2 separate regions of the Mus musculus genome follow, and region 1 is linked to region 2. A link is a contact called in public HiChIP or PLAC-seq data. All regions are on one chromosome and are shown on one strand. Each heading gives the region's core, a stretch centred on a gene start, on an enhancer-like site or on the middle of the called end of the contact. The rest is flanking DNA. Distances are from core to core; before and after follow the strand shown. Region 1 holds the start of Rubcn (RUN domain and cysteine-rich domain containing, Beclin 1-interacting protein). Region 2 overlaps Lrch3 (leucine-rich repeats and calponin homology (CH) domain containing 3).

Region 1 (3,340 bases), core at 746-3,245, 100 kb after region 2:
GGTCACAGACATCCACCACTATGTCCCCTTTACCTAGTGCTGAAGATTGAACTTAGGGGCTCCCAACCTGGAGCTACAGCCCAGCCCAGATAGAAAACCTTTAGAAGCCGAGACCTTTTTAACATTCATTAGTTTTAATGGAGTTATTTTCACCCTCTTCCTCCCTCTCACTTGCTGTATCCAGCCCTTCACAAAATAATGCTGATTCTCATGCCTTCATATTGTTGTAATCAACCTTGTTCTTCCAGCCCCTGCTCTAGCTTAGGCCTGGGCTTGCAAATTAGCAACCACAGGGCCACCTTCAGCCTAGAGTCAAGCTTTCCTTGGTCTGAACAATAGTCTGGCAGAATTTAGAAGTGTAGTTAATTATACCTTTAGGGGCAGATTCTAGCTTTTTTTGGGAAACAAAGCAATACTGTATTAGCTGGCAACCAAAAGTCCCAGTGTTCATTTGACAACACTCAGTTACAGCTAAGGTGAGACTCCCTTCTTGGAAAAAGACTGAAACAGTCCAGCTCAGAATTTCTGCCATTCTCTCCTTTCTTTCTTTTCTTTTCTTTTTTCAAATAAAGATTTAATGTATGAGTACACTGTTGCTGTCTTCAAACACACCAGAAAAGGGCATCTGATCCCATTACAGATGGTTGTGAGCCACCCATGTGGTTGCTGGGAATTGAACTCAGGACTTTCAGAAGAGCAGTCAGTGCTCTTAACCACTGAGCCATCTCTCCAGCCCCATTCTCTCTTGTTTCTTGCAGCTGATTTGTCTTACTCTTGACTATCATGCACAGACTAGTCTAGGGATCACCAGTCTATCTACTTCGCTCTTACCTCTAATGAGATACCTACTCTATCTCCTTTCCACATTGTAAACTTAGCTTTGTAAGCACATTTGCCATACCCTCTCATTTGATAAAACTCACTGTTCTATGGCTGATTCCAACTCCTTAACATGTCATTTCATAACCTGGTCTTGCTTGCATGAGAATGCCCACATCATTGTGTCCCACTCCTTTGCTTTAAAAAAACTTTATATATGTGTATATATACTGGGTGTGTATACACATTTAGTGCATGCATGCATGTACATTCATGGGGAGAGAATAACTCTCAGGAGTTGGTTCTCTCCTTCCACCATGGAGGTCTGGGGTTTGACCTCTGGTGGTTAGTTTCGGTAGCAAGCTTCTTTACTTACTGAACCATCTTGCCCTTTCTCAGTTTTGATTACTAAGAAGCAACGATTTTCAAAACTGCTATTTTCTTAATACCTGTGAGAGCTGTTTTGTCCATCTTCCTGCCTCTCCTCCCCTCCTTGTTAAACTCTTATCCTAGAAACTGCTCTGCATGGCTTTGGTGGTGTATGCTTATAATCTCAGCATTCTGGAGGCTGAGGGTCTTGACTTTGAGCCCAACCTGTGCTACAGTACCAAAACAGGGTGGAGAATTGACTCAAGGGTTAACTATCTGTTCTTGTAGAGGGTCCCTGTTCCGGTGCCTTCACGGGCACCTTACAAGCATGTGATGCACATACACTCAGGCACACGCATATACATTTAAGAATATTTAGAAAAAGAAAACAGTAACCTGTACCCCGACATCACTCCTGCAAGAGACCTTCCCTCAAAGTCTTCCTAGCCTTTCTACTGCCCTTTTCTGGTTCAGTTTGTGATCTCTTGGTGTAAATGCTTGGAGTCTTCCAACACCAAGAAGTATTAAATCAGGAATGGACTGAAGTGAAGTTAATCGAGTTAGGATTATATCAGTTTTATTGTCTATTTTAACCTCCGACAGAGTCTGATTTCCTGAGTAAAGTGTGACAGGAGTTCGCCCTCGAATTCCTGACTGTCGTTAGTTACATGGAGCTTTTAATCAAGGTTCCCTGCCCAGGGAAACTCGCCTAGCACATCACGTGTACCCAGGTTAGGGGAGCCTGGGATTGGATGGGGCAGTGCATGCCGGGAGAAGGATGGCCTTCGAAGGGCTTTTTGGGAATTGTAGTTCTTGGAGCCGGAAGTGGGGGTGGCAGGGGTAGAGCGGCAGCTGAGGCAGCAGTCCTTGACTCTGTCGCTGTCAGGGTGTAGTGCATGGTTCTAAGCTCACCAGCCATGGTGCCTCCCCTCTCTTGAGGGTGCTCCGGGTACCCTGGCGGTCGAAGCGGCCTGGAGCCTCTCTCTGGCCCCGAGACGGCCTTATAGTCCGGATGCGTCCGGAGGGCGCGGGAATGGATCTTGGCGGCGGCGATGGGGAGCGTCTGCTAGAGAAGAGCAGGTGGGCTGGGAGCGGCTGGCAGTCGGGGCTGCTTGCGTGCGCGGGAGCACAGGGAGACTTGGCTGGCATGACACGCAGTGCGGGGCGCGGCATCCTGTAGAGCTACTGTTCAAGTGACTTGTTTGGGAAGAATTTCCAAGAGGAGGGACTGGTGGGGCGTGTATAAGGACAAGGGAGGAGATGAATTTAGGGACGGTGAGCAACTGTGGGTATGATTCTTTGAGGGCCAGGGAAGACAGTGAAGAAACTAAGATACAAGACTGCCAGAGGAGAGGTGGACATTGAGAGTCTGGGAGAAAGGACTGAGGTGCTGTAGTGAGATTTTTATAGGCCAAAGTCTATAGATAAGAGCAGAAACAAGATTGGTGCCCTGCGTTAAAACTTGTGATAACCCAGACCGATTTTAAAAGGGTGCTAAGATATTCTGGGAGCTACGGTTTTAGATTACAATGGCTCAGCAAGGTTAGGAAGAGATGAATGTGGGTGAGGAGGAGAGGTAGGCCCGTGGGTTAAAAGAAACTGATTGCACTGGGTGTGGGCTCGCTGAAGGGACAGAAATCATGTGCATGTCCTTTGTCAGTGAGATGCTGCTGCCCTGAGAGGACCTCTGTTTCTTTTTTCTTCAGCCCCTTTGCTGCTTCTCCACAATGCAAACTAAATAAGCTCAAGTTTTTGTGGAATTATTGTCAGAAAACCTTAGCTTCTAGAAATAGGGGGATTATTTTCTTTTTAAATTTAAACAACTACACTTATGTGTGTGTGTGTGTGTGTGTGTCCTACTTAGGATTGCTTCATTAACAACTGGTCTTAGGTTGGGAGTGTAATTCAGGGTAGAGTGCTTGCCTAGCATGCAGGCAGCCCTGGGCTCCATCCTCAGCACCACAAGAACAACAGAAGCAGGGTCTCAACATCTTAAGAGGATGCAGGAGCAGAGGCACAGTAGAAATATGGCGTGAGGGAGTTTTTCTTGACACTTAAAATAGGTTTAGTACAATGATGGTCTCCAGAGCAGGTGAAGTCCCACGACTAGAAGCAAAATAATTTACCTTAAAATATTCCTAGGGGAGAGCTG
Region 2 (3,451 bases), core at 7-2,506:
TCACCACTATCCACACTATTGAAGCCTGAATCCAGGGCTCCGTAAGGACGGCCTGAGTACAGTTCTTCATGGCTGTCCAAAATAAGTGTTACATGTTACTATGAGGTTTTATATTTTTCAAAGTAGCATTTGAAATTAACCAGTTATAATTTTATTAACCAACACGCTCATGACACTTGGCCACATAAATATTTGAGCTAAGTGAGCATTCTCTGAACTTTTAAAGAAGAAAATCCCAAATAGGAACAAAGTAAACAGAATAGTACGAGGCCCCAAACTCAGTATCCAGTTTGAAAAGTACCACTGCTCAACTTTGTTTTCACTGCACTCAGTTTTAATGCCATCTTACCAAGCAGTGGATTTCTCCTAACAGCCTCTCATACTTGGTGCCAGCACACTTTGTCGCCATGGGTTCATCTCCCTCCCTCCCTCCCTTCTAGCTGTTTTCTTTCTCCCTTTCTGCTTTTCAGCACAGGTCTTCCACTGCCCTCTCTTTCCATTTCCTTAAGATCTCTTCCTCCACTCTCATGATCCTCTTTCACACACAATGATGCTAGCTTTCACACACATGCAAATGCAGGTCGGTCCTCACACAAACATCATCCTTATCTGGCTTTGGCAGTAGTGAAATCCTGACTTCCCCGGGTAAGTTTGGCAGTGTTCTTTCTCTGCCAATGGACAGCACTGGTGCTAGCTACTCTTTAAATTTTGTGCTGTTTTGAGATAGGGTTCACTATCTCACCTTGGATGTCCTGGAACTCATAATGTAGACAAAGATGAGCCAGAACTCACAAAGATCCATGTGCTGCTGCCCCTGAGTACTGGATTAAATTTGTGTGCCAACACACCTGGCTTGTTTTTATCTTTAATAATATTCTTCCAAATAAAATTTACATATATTTAAATATTAGGAGTATAATCTTAACAAAATACTGTATCTTTGTAATTCTATCACAACAGAAGACATTTCTATTTGCCAGAACTGTTCTCATACACTTCTATGTAGTTAATTCTGGTCACCTTGTTATTGTTGTTAGGGTAAACGACTGCTCTGAGGTGTTTAGGTCTTAAATGGGTACGGAAACTTGAGTAACAGTTACTAAGGAACATATAACCATCAAAGAATCTCAGATCTTTTACTAAGCATCAGCAGTGCAAGATGCCACATCCTGACTCATGGAAGACCCTGAGACAGGCCAAACCGACTGTCAGAAGCAGTCAGCTGTCTGCTGGGTCTTGTGGTAGAAAAGAGAACTGGCTTAGCTGGGGGCAGGGAGTGCGGGGAAATGGAATTGTCGTGCATGCTGGCTGTGCCAGTGGCTAATGAGTAGCTAGTTCCCCAAACTCACAGAACTACCCACTCCACCTGGTAGAGGTTACTGTTTGTCTGAAAGCTCTGCTCCTGCACTTCTGTAAACAGTGCCTGAGCACCCTGGCTGCTCTACAGCCTCACTTTTGCTATGTCACTTTTCTTCAACTGTGGCTCTGTATGGATATCTAGTCTTAATTTGCATTCCTGTGATCAATAACAATATTGAGTACTTTGTTGTGTATGTACTGACCATATAAATCTCTTTCTGAAGAGTCCTTTCAAGCTCATTTCTCATTGGGTTTTTTTATTACTAAGTTGCAGGTATTAGTTGTACATCTGGATGCAGGTTGCTTTACAAATAGTTTCCCAGGCCATGGCTGCTAACATTTTCTTCTGATGGATAGCTTCTCCCAGGTTTGATGAAGTCTAACTTATTCTTTCTTTTATAGCTGCCATTGTCTCTGTGATCCGCAGTGTGTGTGTGTGTTCCTCAATCACTCCCCACTTTATTTTCCAGCACTGTCTTGCATTGCACCTGGAGCTCAGAGTTGGCTAGACTGGCTGGCCAGTAAGTTCTAGGAATCTGCCCGTCTCTGCCTCCCCAGTGCAAGGATTACAGATGTGAATCGCCATGCCCAGGCTTTTAGGTGGGTGCTGGGGATCTAAACTCAAGTCCTTAAGCTTTCAATTGAGCGGTCTCCCAGCCCCAGAGGTACACTTTCAGGAGTTTTATACCTTTACTTATTGTTTCTTTTTAAACATACTTTTAAAGTTGAGCTTAATTAGAAATCTAAAAAAATAGCAAATCAAATTAAAAAAATTAGTGCATCAGTATTTTACCTAATAAAATCTTCCTAGGTAGAAAAGCAACTTTAAATTGTAAATTTAAAATAAATGGTGTTTTTTTTTTTTTTTTTTGTGGTAGTTGTTTTTTTAAAACAGGGTTTTATTCTGTCCAAATTGGCCTCGAATTTTTGATCCTCCTGTTTCCATCTCTCAAGTGCTAAGGTTACAGGCATGTCCAGCTAACATCTTCTGTATAACTATCTTCTGATAGTGACTTTGATACTCCATATTACTTTGGTTCATGAACATAATTTTTATGAGTTATAAAGTCATGTCACAGTGTAACAGAACATAAAAGGACAACTGGACACTATCACTTAACCTCTGTAAAACAGTCGGGACCTTTCTGTTCACTTGTTAAACATAACAGACCTGCATGTGAAGGCAAGGCAGCTTTCAAGGCTTGCCACTTTCTATACTGATACAGGGGAGTTCAGGTGGGCAGTACTCAGTTCCCTATTAGACAGCTGTCCCTGCACTATGTCTAATAAACCTTTTTTCTTTTCTTCCTTTTTTTGAGACAGAGTTTCTCTGTGTAGTACTGGCTGTCCTGGGACTCTCTCTGTAGACCAGGCTAGCCTAGAACTCAGATCTGCCTGCCTCTGCCTTCTGAGCACTGGGATTAATGTTGTGTGATAATACCACCAGCTTAAATTTATTTCCTTAACGACAAATGAAAGGTACTACTTTATAGACAATAATATAAAGATCTATCTGTCCAAAGTGTGAAAAGATATACATGAAAAACAGATTTATCTTTTGGCATTTTTTTTCCTACCTGCCCCCACAGAGATCATTTAACTTAAAAGCAGAAACAAAACAAAAAGTAAAAAAACTTCTCAGCATAATTATAAATTTACTTTTCTAAAGAAAAATTTCTCTAACTTTATATTTAATAATTCACATTACACTAAAGTTGGTAAAGTAGTATAATGAATAAGATTTTTTTGGATAATATTCCTAAGATTTGTCTGAAAGCCCAGACCTTAAGGTATCCTGTGCGTTTCAACACAGCAAACTCAGGCCAAGGTGACCAAGTGTAAGAGCTACCTAGTGAAGTACATAAGCCATACTAGAAAGATTCTTTTGGGAAGCAGGTTACATAGCTTAATGGTAGAGAATGTGCCTGGCAGATGCATTACTGTAGTTTGTTTTTTTATCTAGTATATCCTCCTACATCCCCGTTCAGGGCAGGAACTGAAGTGGAGACAGACCATGGAGGAGTGAACGCTCCGTGCTGGCTTGCCCCCATCCTTTGCTCAGTTTGCTTTGCACACGGCTGAGGACCGCCTG

What was found. HiChIP or PLAC-seq counts read pairs in DNA pulled down with a chosen protein or histone mark.
Region 1: an H3K4me3 HiChIP or PLAC-seq map of bone marrow-derived macrophages shows a contact between it and region 2, with 3 times the contacts expected there. The contact joins the promoter of Rubcn here to the enhancer-like site in region 2. A contact is called at or near these places in 8 of 39 promoter capture datasets (the 3T3-L1 cell line, the C10 cell line, epiblast stem cells and 5 more), 1 of 15 datasets of contacts at CTCF or cohesin (CD8 T cells), 3 of 115 datasets of contacts at active chromatin or transcription factors (bone marrow-derived macrophages and embryonic stem cells) and 3 of 9 other capture datasets (adipose tissue, liver and pancreatic islet).

Annotation. Positions count from the first base shown.
Region 1 is chr16:32,867,021-32,870,360 of GRCm38.p6, reverse strand. Rubcn (RUN domain and cysteine-rich domain containing, Beclin 1-interacting protein) reads left to right here and starts at 1,995. Exons shown (of 19, transcript NM_172615.4): 1 at 1,995-2,268. The coding sequence starts at 2,201.
Region 2 is chr16:32,970,501-32,973,951 of GRCm38.p6, reverse strand. Lrch3 (leucine-rich repeats and calponin homology (CH) domain containing 3) reads right to left here. Exons shown (of 21, transcript NM_001081255.1): 7 at 1-72. Among named protein-coding and RNA genes, the nearest start is that of Lrch3, 58 kb to the right of the region's middle. Within about 2 kb of position 1,256, at least 44 of the 459 cell types and tissues checked have an H3K27ac peak or open chromatin away from gene starts, as enhancers often do. A contact at or near this core is called in CD8 T cells and bone marrow-derived macrophages, where this site is marked.